Linked DNA regions of Sus scrofa: region 2 is linked to region 1. Evidence: chromatin contacts called from public HiChIP or PLAC-seq data. All regions are on one chromosome and are shown on one strand. The core of a region is the stretch at or near the end of the contact, and the rest is flanking DNA. Distances in the headings are between cores, read along the strand shown. Region 1 overlaps RAMP1 (receptor activity modifying protein 1). Region 2 overlaps TRAF3IP1 (TRAF3-interacting protein 1).

Region 1 (5,796 bases), core at 1,719-4,218:
AATGTAAGTTGTAAGGGTAGGGGGAGCTGCGTGGGCCTTCGCGCCCGGCTGCGACGGAGGGAGAAGGTGCAGGAGTCCAGAGGGAGCCCCGCTGGACTGGGGTGGGAGGCTGACTTCGAGGGGCCTGGCGGGGCGCAGGAAGAGGCCGTCCCAAGGGAAGGGGTGCTGGGAGGAGGAACCAGGGAGGCCATCTGGTGGCCTCGCCCTTCCTGCAAGGAGGCCTGGGACGTCCATTCCTCCCGGGAGGCAGCCCACACCCGAGGGGAGGCAAGGGGCGGAGGAGAGCCACCCCGGAGAGTTCCAGGCCCTGGGAACCTTCGCGAAGCAGGAATCGGGGTGCGGGGTGGGGCGTGACCGGACATCCCGCGGCCCGCCGCCCTCCAGGTGTGCGCGGGCGGGCCGGCCGGCCGGTGAGCCTCCCATCTCCTGCGTTACCTCCCTCGGAGGGTGGCCCAGCCTCCGGCACGGCCGCCTGGGACAGGGCTGCCCGCCAAGTGCCCCCAGGTCCTGGGAGCGGGGTCCCAGAGCTCCTTCCACTCCTGCAAAGGCCGGGGCAGAACCGCCTGTGCTGGAAGCGGAGGGTGGGAGGGGGGTGTCCCCCTGGTGGCCCTGGGACAGGCTTTACCCCGCCCCACTCGGGCAGAGGGCAGCGGGTGGCAGGAGGAAGGGCGGCGGGCGGGGGTCGGGCTCGGCGGGGCGGGCCCTGCGGGGTCCGGCCTCCCGGGGGGAGGGGCCCGCAGCCCGCTGGCCACGCCCCCAGCAAGGTGCGGCCTGCCGGGCAGCGGGGACAGCGGGCCCCCGACAAGCCCCTCTCAGCCTGCCTCCGCGCCCAGTTCTCCCTGCGGCTTGGGATTCAGAGCCGCGCACACAAGTCCCCTGCGTGAAAAGCCTCCTGCCGCCCCGACATGCAAGAAGGAGCGCCCCGTGGCTGCAAATGCAGTGACTCAGTGTCTGGTTTTCTGCAGGCGTTTTTCCTAAACCAGCTGTTTAAAAATATAATTATCCCCTTGTGGCTCAACCCGACATAGTGTCCAGTTCGATCCCTGGCCTCTCTCGGTGGGTTAAGGATCTGGCGTTGCTGCAAAATGTGGGGTAGGTTGCTGACGCAACTGGGGATCCCAAGTGGCTGTGGCTGTGGCTGGCATCCGCAGTTCCTCTTAGACCCCTAGCCTGGGAACTTCCATATGCTACAGGGGCGGACCTAAAAAGACAAAAAAAAAAAAAAAGAGAGAGAGAGAGAGAGAAGAAAAATGTACATAATTAGAGGAGTTCCTTGGTGGCTCAGCAAGTTAAGGATCCAGCATTGTCATTGCTGTGGCTCAGGTTCCATCCCTGGCCCAGGGATCTTCCGCCTGCCAGGCCCACAGCCAAATAAGTAAATTAAAAAAAAAAAAGTAATTAGACAAACAATGCATCTTTGTAGAAAACTTGGAAAGCCCCACAAAAAAGCAGAGATAAGAAAAGTCCTTCATATCACTGCCCCCTAGTGGTGATAACGCCTCCTTACACTCTGGGATCTCTCCCTCCTCCCACGTGGACCATTTTATGGGGGAGCCACATTGTATAACTTGGTCTCATCTGCTTCTTCTTTGGTTCAGCATTTTAACATAAATATTTTCCCACATTTTAAAATTTCTTCCTAAATATTGTTTTAGTAGCTACATAGCAGAGTCTCTCATAAGCAATTTTTTTCGTCACCACCCTGTTGTCTGCTCTTTTTTCCATAATTATACATCTACAATGGACATCTTCATTATTGTGTCTACGTTTCGTGTTATTAACTTAGGGTAATTCCCAGAAATAGAATGACTGGATCGAAGGGTATCCATGATTTTGAAGTTACTGGCACATAATTGCCAGATTGCCTTTCAGGAAATTTTTACCAATTTATCTTCTGTTAGTAATGATACGAGCACCTGTCGCATTTCACAATGCCTTGACTAGCACTGAGTGTTATTTGTAAAATGGATTATTTGGATGTTTGCTTCTTTTTTCCTTAAAAGTGAGGTTTTTCCAGATACTTATTAGTCATTTGTCTTTCAGAACTGTTCAGCCAAAAACATCATGAGGATCCGTCTTGACGTCTTGGACCGCCCCCCCCCAATCTATCTAACCCCACCGCATGTCAGTCTAGCGTTTTGGCAGGCTCCTCGGGCCAGCCTCAAATGGCCATCTTCCCCTTCCCCTGCTCTGGCTGCCAGGATGCCAGGTGATGCCACGTCCCTTCCTCCCAGCAGGTATTTAAAGCTGCTGGAAGCCACCAGGTTGTGAATTTTCCCAGTGAATGGAGGCAAATACTGGCCCAGAGAAAGGAAGCCAGAATAGTGGTTCTTGCTCAGCTCTTCCGAGGGCTTTGACACACATCACCTGGTCAACGTTTGAGTTTATAGAACAGGAAATGTACACTTGGAGTTCTCGTCATGGCTCAGTAGGTTAAGAACCCATCATGTGTCCGTGAGGATGAGGGTTCGATCCCTGGCCTTGCTCAATGGGTTAAGGATCCGGCGTGGCCATGAGCTGTGGTGTAGGCCAACAGCTGCAGCTCTGATTAGACCCCTAGCCCCGGAACCTCCATATGCCACGGGTGCGACCCTTAAAAATGAAAGAGATGTACGCTGAGGGGGCCACCCACCAGTTGTTGGGAAGAGGCGATGAGAAAACCACCACGAACTGGGCACCTGCTGTGGGTCAGGCCCTTGGTCTGCTAAGTGGGTACCCGTCTCTTCATTTGACTATAAGGAGACCAAGGCTTGGGTGGGTGAGATGAGACCCCTGGGATCGCTCAGGATAAGAGGCGGAGCTGGATGTGAACCCAGTCCTGGGGGCGCCAGGGTGCAGACTCCCATCCTCCACATCACCGCCAGTCAGGGCTGTGGGGGAACAACAGCAACCCTAGGTGTCCCCAGAGCAGACGACGCCCCTTGGGCGTCGGTGGGCACCTCCCTGGCAGTAAATAAACATCTGTGAACGGTGCCAGAGCCTTGACGTGGGACCCAGGCCTGGTGGAAACTCCCGGCATAGTGTTCCGGAACATTCCAAGCAGAGTTCACTCGGGGGCCAGAGGAGAAAGTCCCGGCCAAAAAGGATAATTACTCCCTTACAAGCGAAGTGAAATAGAGGGTTAGAGCGAAACTATTTCGTCCTGATTATCCTGCCCCTTCAGTCAGGACAGTGTTCTTTCGACAAAGAATGTCTGTACTCTGAGGGGAATGCGTTTATCGTGGCCTTGCTGACAGAGCTCACAATATTTATTGAAAGTTTCAGCTGTCACTTCTGTATAAATAAACAGAATGAAGTGGGCAGCTGACTGCACTTGGGAGATATTTTTAGGCGGGGATGGCTTTGCAGACTGGCAGGGCATTTCAAGGAGACCCTGGCTGGTCCCAGAATAGCCCACCACCGGCTCGGGATGGGCGTGGCCTCCCGTGGGGTCCCTGGTGTCACAGGTTCCTGGGGCAGGGGCTCCTTCCCACCCAGGCTGGCCAGCCCGGAGATGGCGCCACCTCCTTGTGGGACCGTCTCTGTTCCAGAACCTTCTCCAGCGAGCAAACTGGAGGGTTGCCGGTCTGTCACTGGGTCTGCAGAACACTGAAAACCACTCGTTGGTTTGGGGGGTCTGAGGTGGGGAAGAAGACAACCATGCCGCCCTAGAGCTGATCCACAGTCAGCTCAAGAGAGTTCCCTGGTGGTCTAAAGGTTAGGACCTGGCACCTTCTGCTGTGGCCTGGATTCAGCCCCTGGTCTGGGGAGTTCCCGTTGTGGCTCAGCATTAACGAACTCGACTAGCAGCCATGAGGATGCGGGTTGGATCCCTGGCCTCACTCAGTGGGTTAAGGATCCGGCGTTGCCGTGAGCTGTGGTGTAAGTCGCAGACGTGGCTCAGACCTGGCGTGGCTGTGGCTCCGATGAGACCCCCTAGCCTGAGAACCTTCATATGCCATGGGTGTGGCCCTAAAAAAAAAAGAAAAAAAAAAGGCCCTGGTCTGGGAACTGAGATCTCACATCAAGCTGTGTGAGGGGGAAAAAAAAAAAAAAATTTTTTTTTCCTTTGGCCAAAAAAAATTGCTAAAGAAAACCAACCAGCTCAAAAGGCTGGACTTGGGATTTTAACAGTCCCTGACACATATGTACTAACCTTGTGATAGGCCTTTGATAAACACTTATTCTTTTTTTTTTTTTTTTCCACAATGAGACCCCGTCTGTTCTGACTTCCTCTGGCTTTTCCACTTCTGCTTTCCACTTGCAACATGAGTCCTTGTTCACTTGGAAAACCACACACCCCTGGGGCATGGATCTTACCTACCCCCCCGCTGCCTCTGCCCACGCTCTCCCGCATGGCGTGCCAGTCTAGCCACTCACACAGACCAAGGGAGTCTGCAATGACCCAGTGGGCAGCCAGGGCAGGAAAAAACAAACAAACAAACAAAAAAGCAGTGACCCAGCAACTTAGAGACCATATGATGGGGGCTGGGGTCGAGGGATGCTTGGGTGCCGGAGAGCCCCAGCCTTTTCCTTACAGCCCTTCCAGGCCGCCCTGATTCTCTCATCAATGTTGACTTATGGCCTCTGCTCCATTTGCTCACTTCCTGGACAAAATTAAGGGAAAGTATATTCTCTATACCTTCACTGGTACTGTGTATGGAGCTCTTCCTCTCTTTGTGTGGGTCCAAAATTGCTTCTGTTCTATATATATCTATATATATATTTGTCTTTGTCTTTTTAGGGCTGCACCCACGGCACATGGAGGTTCCCAGGCTAGGGGTCAAATCGCAGCTACAACTGCCAGCCTACACCACAGCCACAGCAACGCAGGATCTGAGCCACATCTTTGACCTACACCACAGTTCATGGCAACGCCAGATCCTTAACCCACTGAGCAAGGCCAGGGATCAAACCCGCAACCTCATGGTTCCTAGTCAGATTCATTTCCACTGTGCCACAATGAGAACTCCTCATTTTTTCTTTTTTTGGTCTTGTTTGGGGGTGTCTAGCCTTCTGAGTTTTGGGATTTGACATCTCATTATTGTTGGAAAATTCTCAGCCATTATTCCTTAAATATTTCTTCTGCCCCACTCCTTCTCCTTCTTTTGGACTCAAATTACAAATTGGAGTTGGCATCATTAATAATGCTGTTAATTGACCTCAGCTCTTGTTTCTTCTTTTCCCTTTTTTTTTTTTAATGGTTAGTATCTACTGACCCATCTTCAGGTTCACTAATTCTTTCCTCAGACGTCGAGTCTGATGATGAGCCCATCAAAGACGGACTCCGATACTCACGGAGGTTCCTCCCCCCCCAAGTATCTCTTTGCCTTTCTTACAGTTTCTATCTCTCTGCTGAAAGCCTCTGCTTATGCATATTGTCTGCCTTCTCAACGAGACCCTTTATCATATTAACCTTTTTCAAATTCCCTATATGGCAGTGACCATATCTGGGGCATCTCTGAGTCTGATTCTGTTGATTGCTTTCTCTCTTGACCGTGGGTCTTCGTGTTTTATTGAATGCTGAATGTGCACGTGTAGAATAGAGGAGATTGAGGTAAACAGTATGTACATCTGGAGCTGGGTAAGCCTCTTCTCCAGGCTGTTAGTGTGGGGTGTAAGTCAGTCTTGGGAGGAGTTGGACTGGGATTGGGATTTGTCATTGCTGTGGTTTCCTCTGAGCACTGCAGGCTCCTCAGATACCTCAAGCACTGGGCTGCCTTTGCCCTGTACTCAGGGTGGGGCTAGAGAACTTTCCTCAGTGTCGTGTGTCCCACCTGCACACCTGTGCCACAGGGTGGGTCTCTCTCCATCTTC
Region 2 (5,796 bases), core at 2,399-4,898, 350 kb after region 1:
CGTTAACCCACTGAGCAAGGGCAGGGACCGAACCCGCAACCTCATGGTTCCTAGTCTGATTCGTTAACCACTGCGCCATGACGGGAATTCCGGTCTTTAGAGAGCTTAATCTGCAAGCATGAAAATTAAAAGCTCAGTGTTTTATTATAATAAACACAAAACTCTGCACCGGGCAGTTAGTTCTCAGTCGAGTGCGTTGCAGAGATGACAAGGAAGCCTGGTGCCACCTGGTGGCTGCCAGCAGGTCCTGGGCGCTCTCAGCCCCTGGGTGGTGCTGTGACGCCTCCCCCTTCTTCCCTGAGTCCTGTCACAGCACACTCGCAGTCACGCAGCCCCAGATGTCCTGTGCTGGCGGTCATTGCACATAGAGTGAAACGGGTCAGCCACTGGTAGGATTCCTTCACTTCTCTGGTTGATGACAGTTTCTGGATCCCGTGGCCCTGGGTCTGGCTGATGGCCTTTCGCTCTGGCTCGTGCTTCAAACCGAAGCCGAGCCCCGTCATATAGCTGCTCGTGGCCTGCGTCCTCAGGGAGGGCTCGCAGGATTCCTGGGCCCCGTGGCTCTCGTTTGCCTTTTCAGGTGGATGAAAGAATTCAGCAAGAGCTCACCCTTTGCTGTTTCCACACGCGCCCTCTCGCCCTCCGCATCTCTCACGCAGGCTCACTGATGTCTCGTCCCCCCGCCCACGGCTCTGCAGTCCGAGGTTTCCTGGCACGTTACACCAGCGTGGGTTCCTTCAATTCATCTTGTTTTATTGTTCAGGCTTTTTCACTATGAAAAGGAGAGAAAAGCAGAAAGCCGGGCGTGAACCACACCCATGTACCTCAAACTTAGATTCAGCCCTACTCCCGAGCGGGCTTCTTTGCTCCACCCTTCGTGATGTATCTTTATGAACTGTTTCAAAGTATTTAAAAAACTCTTAGAGTTCCCATTGTGGATGAGCAGGTTAAGAGTCCAGCTAGCGCCCATGAGGATGTGGGTTCAATCCCTGGCCTCGCTCCGTGGGTTAGGGATCTCGTATTGCTGCAAGATGCAGTGAGGGTCACAGATGCGGCTTGGATCCTGCGTTGCTGTGGCTGTGGCGCAGGCCGGCAGCTGCAGCTCTGATTTGACCCCTAGCCTGGAGAAACTTCCTTATGCCACAGGTTCGGCCCTAAAAAGAAAACAAAAATAAAGCCAAAAAAACCCAACCACCTTAACACTCTACCTCTAAATTCCATCTAAATTCTTCAGCATGAAGCTCATAAAACCAAAAAAGACATGTTCCTGCACGACCACAAAATCAGAGTTTCACCGAAGAGATTTCTCGTTGCCAGAGGGCATCTAAGACCCAGGCTGTGTTCTGGTTGTCTCAGCAGTTTTATTTGCTTAAACACCAGGTCCTGTTAGGGTGAGCACCCTGCACGCTTTTCTTGTTCTTTTTGTCTCTTGTGTCTTTGAATCCGGAGCGGCTCCTCCCTGCCTTCTGCTCCAGAACGGTACTTTCTGCAGGCTCGCCTGTCTCCACAGTGTCTCTCCTCCCCAGCTGTCCGATTGCTTCCTTGGGGTGTCGTTTTACTTATGTAGCACCCCCCCGCCCCGCCCCCGCCGTATTCTTGATCAGCTTTGAGGTGAAGACGTCGCTTCGCCCTCGCCCCTGCCCATGTGACGCTGGGCCCTTTATCTCGTGTCCTTAGGATGCACTTAAAGCCTCTGCATCTGACCATGTGATGCCGAGACTGATCCCTGGGGCCCCTCATTTCAAACCCTGGTTGTGTGCGTTTCCACCAAGATGTGGTCAGCGACCCTGTGCCACTCAGCTCTGCAGAGAGCCAGGCAGAATGGCAGGCCGCCTGTGCCATGCTGGGGGCCATGGGGCTGGCCGGCAAGTTTTGAGAGAGGCGCTGGTGTGGACACTGGGCTCTGCCCACTGCCCCTGCTTTTTCCGTGTGGCCGCACTCGGGCCACAGCCCACTCAGGGCACGACGCTCGGTGACACGAGAGCCTCCAGGTCTGACACCAAGGCCACGTTCTTACCTACGAGGTTCCGTGATTGCCAGTGATTCAGATAAGAGACTTGTGCTGACTTGGGGGCCAGTTCGCAGTGGTCTTTACTCCTTCTGGGCGTGTTGTCTTTTTGGAGCTGTTGTTTGTCAAGCTGGTTAAACTGCCTTCTGTGATTAAGAATGGGTTGTAGGGAGTTCCTGTTGAGGCGCAGTGGAAGTGAATCCGCCAGGAACCATGAGGATGCAGGTTGGATCCCTGCCCTTGCTCAGTGGGTTAAGCATCCGGCACTGCTGTGAGCTGTGGTGTAGGTCACAGACACGGCCCAGGTCCCGCGTTGCTGTGGCTGTGGTGGAGGCCCGTGGCCATAGCTCTGATTCGACCCCTAGCCTGGGAACCTCCACGTGCCGCGGGTGCAGCCCTAAAAAGACAAAAGACAAAGAAAGAAGAGTGGGTTGTAGTATTATTAGTGAATGTGTGGTCTGCTTTATATACTCTTTCTATCCGCGTGATCTTGGGGTTTAGCAGAAGCTTACTTGAGACTACAACTAGCAATGTTAAAACAACCGCCATAGGCCTCTCATAAAAGAAAGAACTTTGAGAAGATAAAATTGTGCAGGGCAGCCTTCTTCTTAAGCTACAGACGGAAATAATGCCTTTGTAATTTACTGACTATGCTGGTGAGTTTTGCACAGTATAGAAAATATTTGACACTTTCAAATAATATACAACACCTAAAAGTTATTGGGATGTTTTCTTTTAAAATTGATAATCTATAGCTGCCAAACTTACATTTAGATTTGCTTTATTTTATTTTGCTTTTTAGGGCCACACCCATGGCATATGGAGGTTCCCAGGCTAGGGGTCTAATCGGAGCTCTAGCCGCCGGCCTACACCACAGCCATAGCCACTCAGGATCCTGGCCGTGCCTGCGACCTACCACAGCTCCCAGCAACACCAACCAGATCCTTAACCCACTGAATGAGGCCAGGGATCGAACCCACAACCTCATGGCTCCTCGTCTGATTCGTTTCCCCTGCACCACGACGGGAACGCCAAGATTTGTTTGTTTCAGAACTGAACGGTGTTTCCTGTTGGTTTTTTGGCTGCGTTCTATGGGATATCATAAATAATTAATTCCTTGAAACAGACTATTTAAGTCAGCATTTTAATAGATCGAAAAAAATTTTTTTAGAAAATTATGTTGTCCATTTTATGTAGTTCCATTACAGAAAGTAAAGCAGTTCTTTGATCATTAATGGCAGTTTAATTCTAACACAAGCCATTTCTTTGAGTGCTTTTAAGAAATTATAAGATAGGGTTTCAGGAAAGGAAACTTTCTCCCAGTTTTATTTTTGTCTCCTGATGGAGATTTTAAGGGAGTTGGGGGATGGGGGGGGCTTTAGTGACAAGTCAGGTTTCTACCCTGGGTGCTGCCACGATTCAAAATCTGTTCTTCCAGCATCCACTCCTTTTGTTTTTAATAGAAAAATATTTTATTACTTAGGCATTTGATATATTCTGTTTTTATAAATATTTGCACGTCACTCAGTAATCAGGAGGCGGGTATTTGGGAGTTCTCCGCATGGCTGAGGCTGAGCACCAGGCTGGGCATCGTTTTCCTGTTCGTCCTGCTTTCCGGAAGTTGCAGCCTCTTTGCAGCTTATGACTCCCAGGCCTGGCCGATAGTCGTGCTGGGTGGTTCTGGACGTAGCGGGGTTCTGGCTGTGGGGCCACAGGCCTCCGCCTGGCCGGGCTGATGGGCTCGGGGTCTGTGCCCCGGCCATGCCTGGGAGGGACCCCCTGCCTTCTTTGCAGTGCCGCCCGGGGTCCTCGTTGGTACACTTGGGGCCGGGAGTGGAGCTCGGTGAGGTTAACGGAGCCCGCTGGCCAGCCTGCCGTGCCCCCTCTTGAGGCTCCATTTTAACTGTCTTACGTCAGGAACAGAAGAAGCCAAAACTAACTCAGCTCGTGTTTCAGATGCTGATTCAGCTGGTCTGTGGCGAGACAGCGCTGAGCCCGAGCCCGCAGTGAAGCAGAAAGGTAAGAAGGAGGCCCTTCCCGCCTGGGCAACACGCTGGCTCTGTGGGCGCCTCTCTTCCCAGAGGCCGCGGCCGCAGCCCCCCGGCCCTCCGACCCACACGGGGCCGCACCCTCGTTCTCGGCGCCGTCGGGACCGAAGGTGCCCTTCTACGTAGAGAGGGTGGAACGTTCTGGTCATCGCCTGATGGCAGCACACCTCCCGCGTCCCCACTGTTCCTTCTGAGACTCAGTGCAGAGCCAGGGGGCCCCTGCTGGGTCCCGGAGGCCGAGCTGGCAGCCCCAGGCCTCGTGTCCGGAGAGGCCGTTCGCGCAGCTCAGAGCACCGTCGGGACCCTGGCTTTTCCGTGACCTGTGTGCTTGGAGAGTCTGAAGTCGAACCTCAGGGAGAGTCTGCTTTCGGCATAGTTTTCCTCAGCGTTCAAAAAAGGAGTCCTGCTCAAATACTTGCTCAGCATTTGTTCTTTAAGGCCCTGGAGCTCCTACCAGGCTTTTTTTTAAAAAAGTTATTTAGAAACAGTTTTTACGTCTGTGAAGTTTTCATATTAAAGCGCAGTTGATTTGCAGTGCCGTGCCACTTCTACCAGGCTTTTTAAGGCCCAGCCGCACCCCAGCACCAGCATCCCAGCACGGGGCAGGGCCAGGGGCGCCTGGTGGTGGTCGGCTTGTTCCAACCAAATATGTCTGTTGAAGGCTACTGTGTGGTGGGCGCTGAGGCTCCGGGCAGGGAGGGTGTTTGTGGGCAGAGGCCAGGCTGGAGCAGGGCTGTGGGAGCCTGTGCCCTGGGGACCAGGGGAGCCTTGCGGGGCGGTGGTGAGAGTTGGGGCCGGTGACCATGTTGGGGACAGTAGCAGCAGGAAGCTCATGACACTTGTAGGGCGAGTGGCTTAATTGCGGTCGGGTGAGTTCGTCTGGGAGGCTGGGCGGTGCTCCAGGGAGAGGAGGGCCTAGGCTGTGGTCCGGGAGCAGCAGCAGATTTCAGAAGCTCAGGGACAGCCGAGGCCGAGCTCAGAGGATGGCTTGTTGCCGTTTGCTGGTGGTGGGAGCTGGGCTGTGGGTGCCCTCGCCTGGGGTGGGGCGCGGTGGGGGGAGGCTGCCATGTCGGGGCCTCAGCCCTGGCTTTTGGGGATGCGGCTGAGCTGGTGGGGGTGCTGAGGGGGAGCCAGAGGGCCTGAGCATCCACACTGGGGGGCGCTGCGGGGTCGGGCCCCCTTGGCGCAGGATGGAGGCTGCTGTGCGCCTTCCCTCTGGACATCAGCTCGTAACTCAGCTGCCCCCGGCCACCCAGGAACCTTTCCGGGCTCCATGTGAACCTACAGTCTGTCCCCAGGGCTGAGGGCATGGGCTTTGCAGGAAGTCCGAGGCCCAAGTCGCACAGCGGCTGTCGCACAGGTCCCTTCCCGGCTCCTTTGCAAGCAGCCCATGGCCCGTCTTCCAGGCCTGTCCTCTGCGGTGTCCCTCTGTGGGCGGGGCCTCTGGGAGGCGCTGTGCTCCCGCAGGTGGGTCCTGTTGCCCTGAGCAGGGCTCCTCACCTCAAGAGCCCCTCTTTGGGGCAGTGCTTCTGTGGCTCTGACTGTGGTGTCCACAGGCCACAGAGAGCTCTCCAGGGCCTCCTGCCAACACACAGCTCCAGCCTCTGTGCCTGTGTGCTCCGAGGCCCATCCCTGGGGACCTGTGGGGTGTCCCTGCCTGCAGGTGGCCGTGGGGGATGGGCACCCCCGAGTGTCCTTGGCCTCACCTGCATCCGTGGCGGTTTGGCTCTCCTGCAAACT

Evidence for each region. HiChIP or PLAC-seq counts read pairs in DNA pulled down with a chosen protein or histone mark.
Region 2: a contact with region 1 is called in an H3K27ac HiChIP or PLAC-seq map of skeletal muscle, with 4 times the contacts expected there. The contact joins two enhancer-like sites. A contact is called at or near these places in 1 of 47 Hi-C or Micro-C datasets (heart right ventricle) and 1 of 2 datasets of contacts at active chromatin or transcription factors (skeletal muscle).

Annotation. Positions count from the first base shown.
Region 1 is chr15:137,526,408-137,532,203 of Sscrofa11.1, forward strand. The region is part of intron 2 of RAMP1 (receptor activity modifying protein 1); the gene reads left to right. Among named protein-coding and RNA genes, the nearest start is that of UBE2F, 38 kb to the right of the region's middle. Within about 2 kb of position 2,969, at least 23 of the 83 cell types and tissues checked have an H3K27ac peak or open chromatin away from gene starts, as enhancers often do. A contact at or near this core is called in skeletal muscle, where this site is marked.
Region 2 is chr15:137,879,538-137,885,333 of Sscrofa11.1, forward strand. It overlaps TRAF3IP1 (TRAF3-interacting protein 1), which reads left to right. Exons shown (of 16, transcript XM_021074958.1): 8 at 3,965-4,027. Among named protein-coding and RNA genes, the nearest start is that of TRAF3IP1, 19 kb to the left of the region's middle. Within about 2 kb of position 3,649, at least 3 of the 83 cell types and tissues checked have an H3K27ac peak or open chromatin away from gene starts, as enhancers often do. A contact at or near this core is called in skeletal muscle, where this site is marked.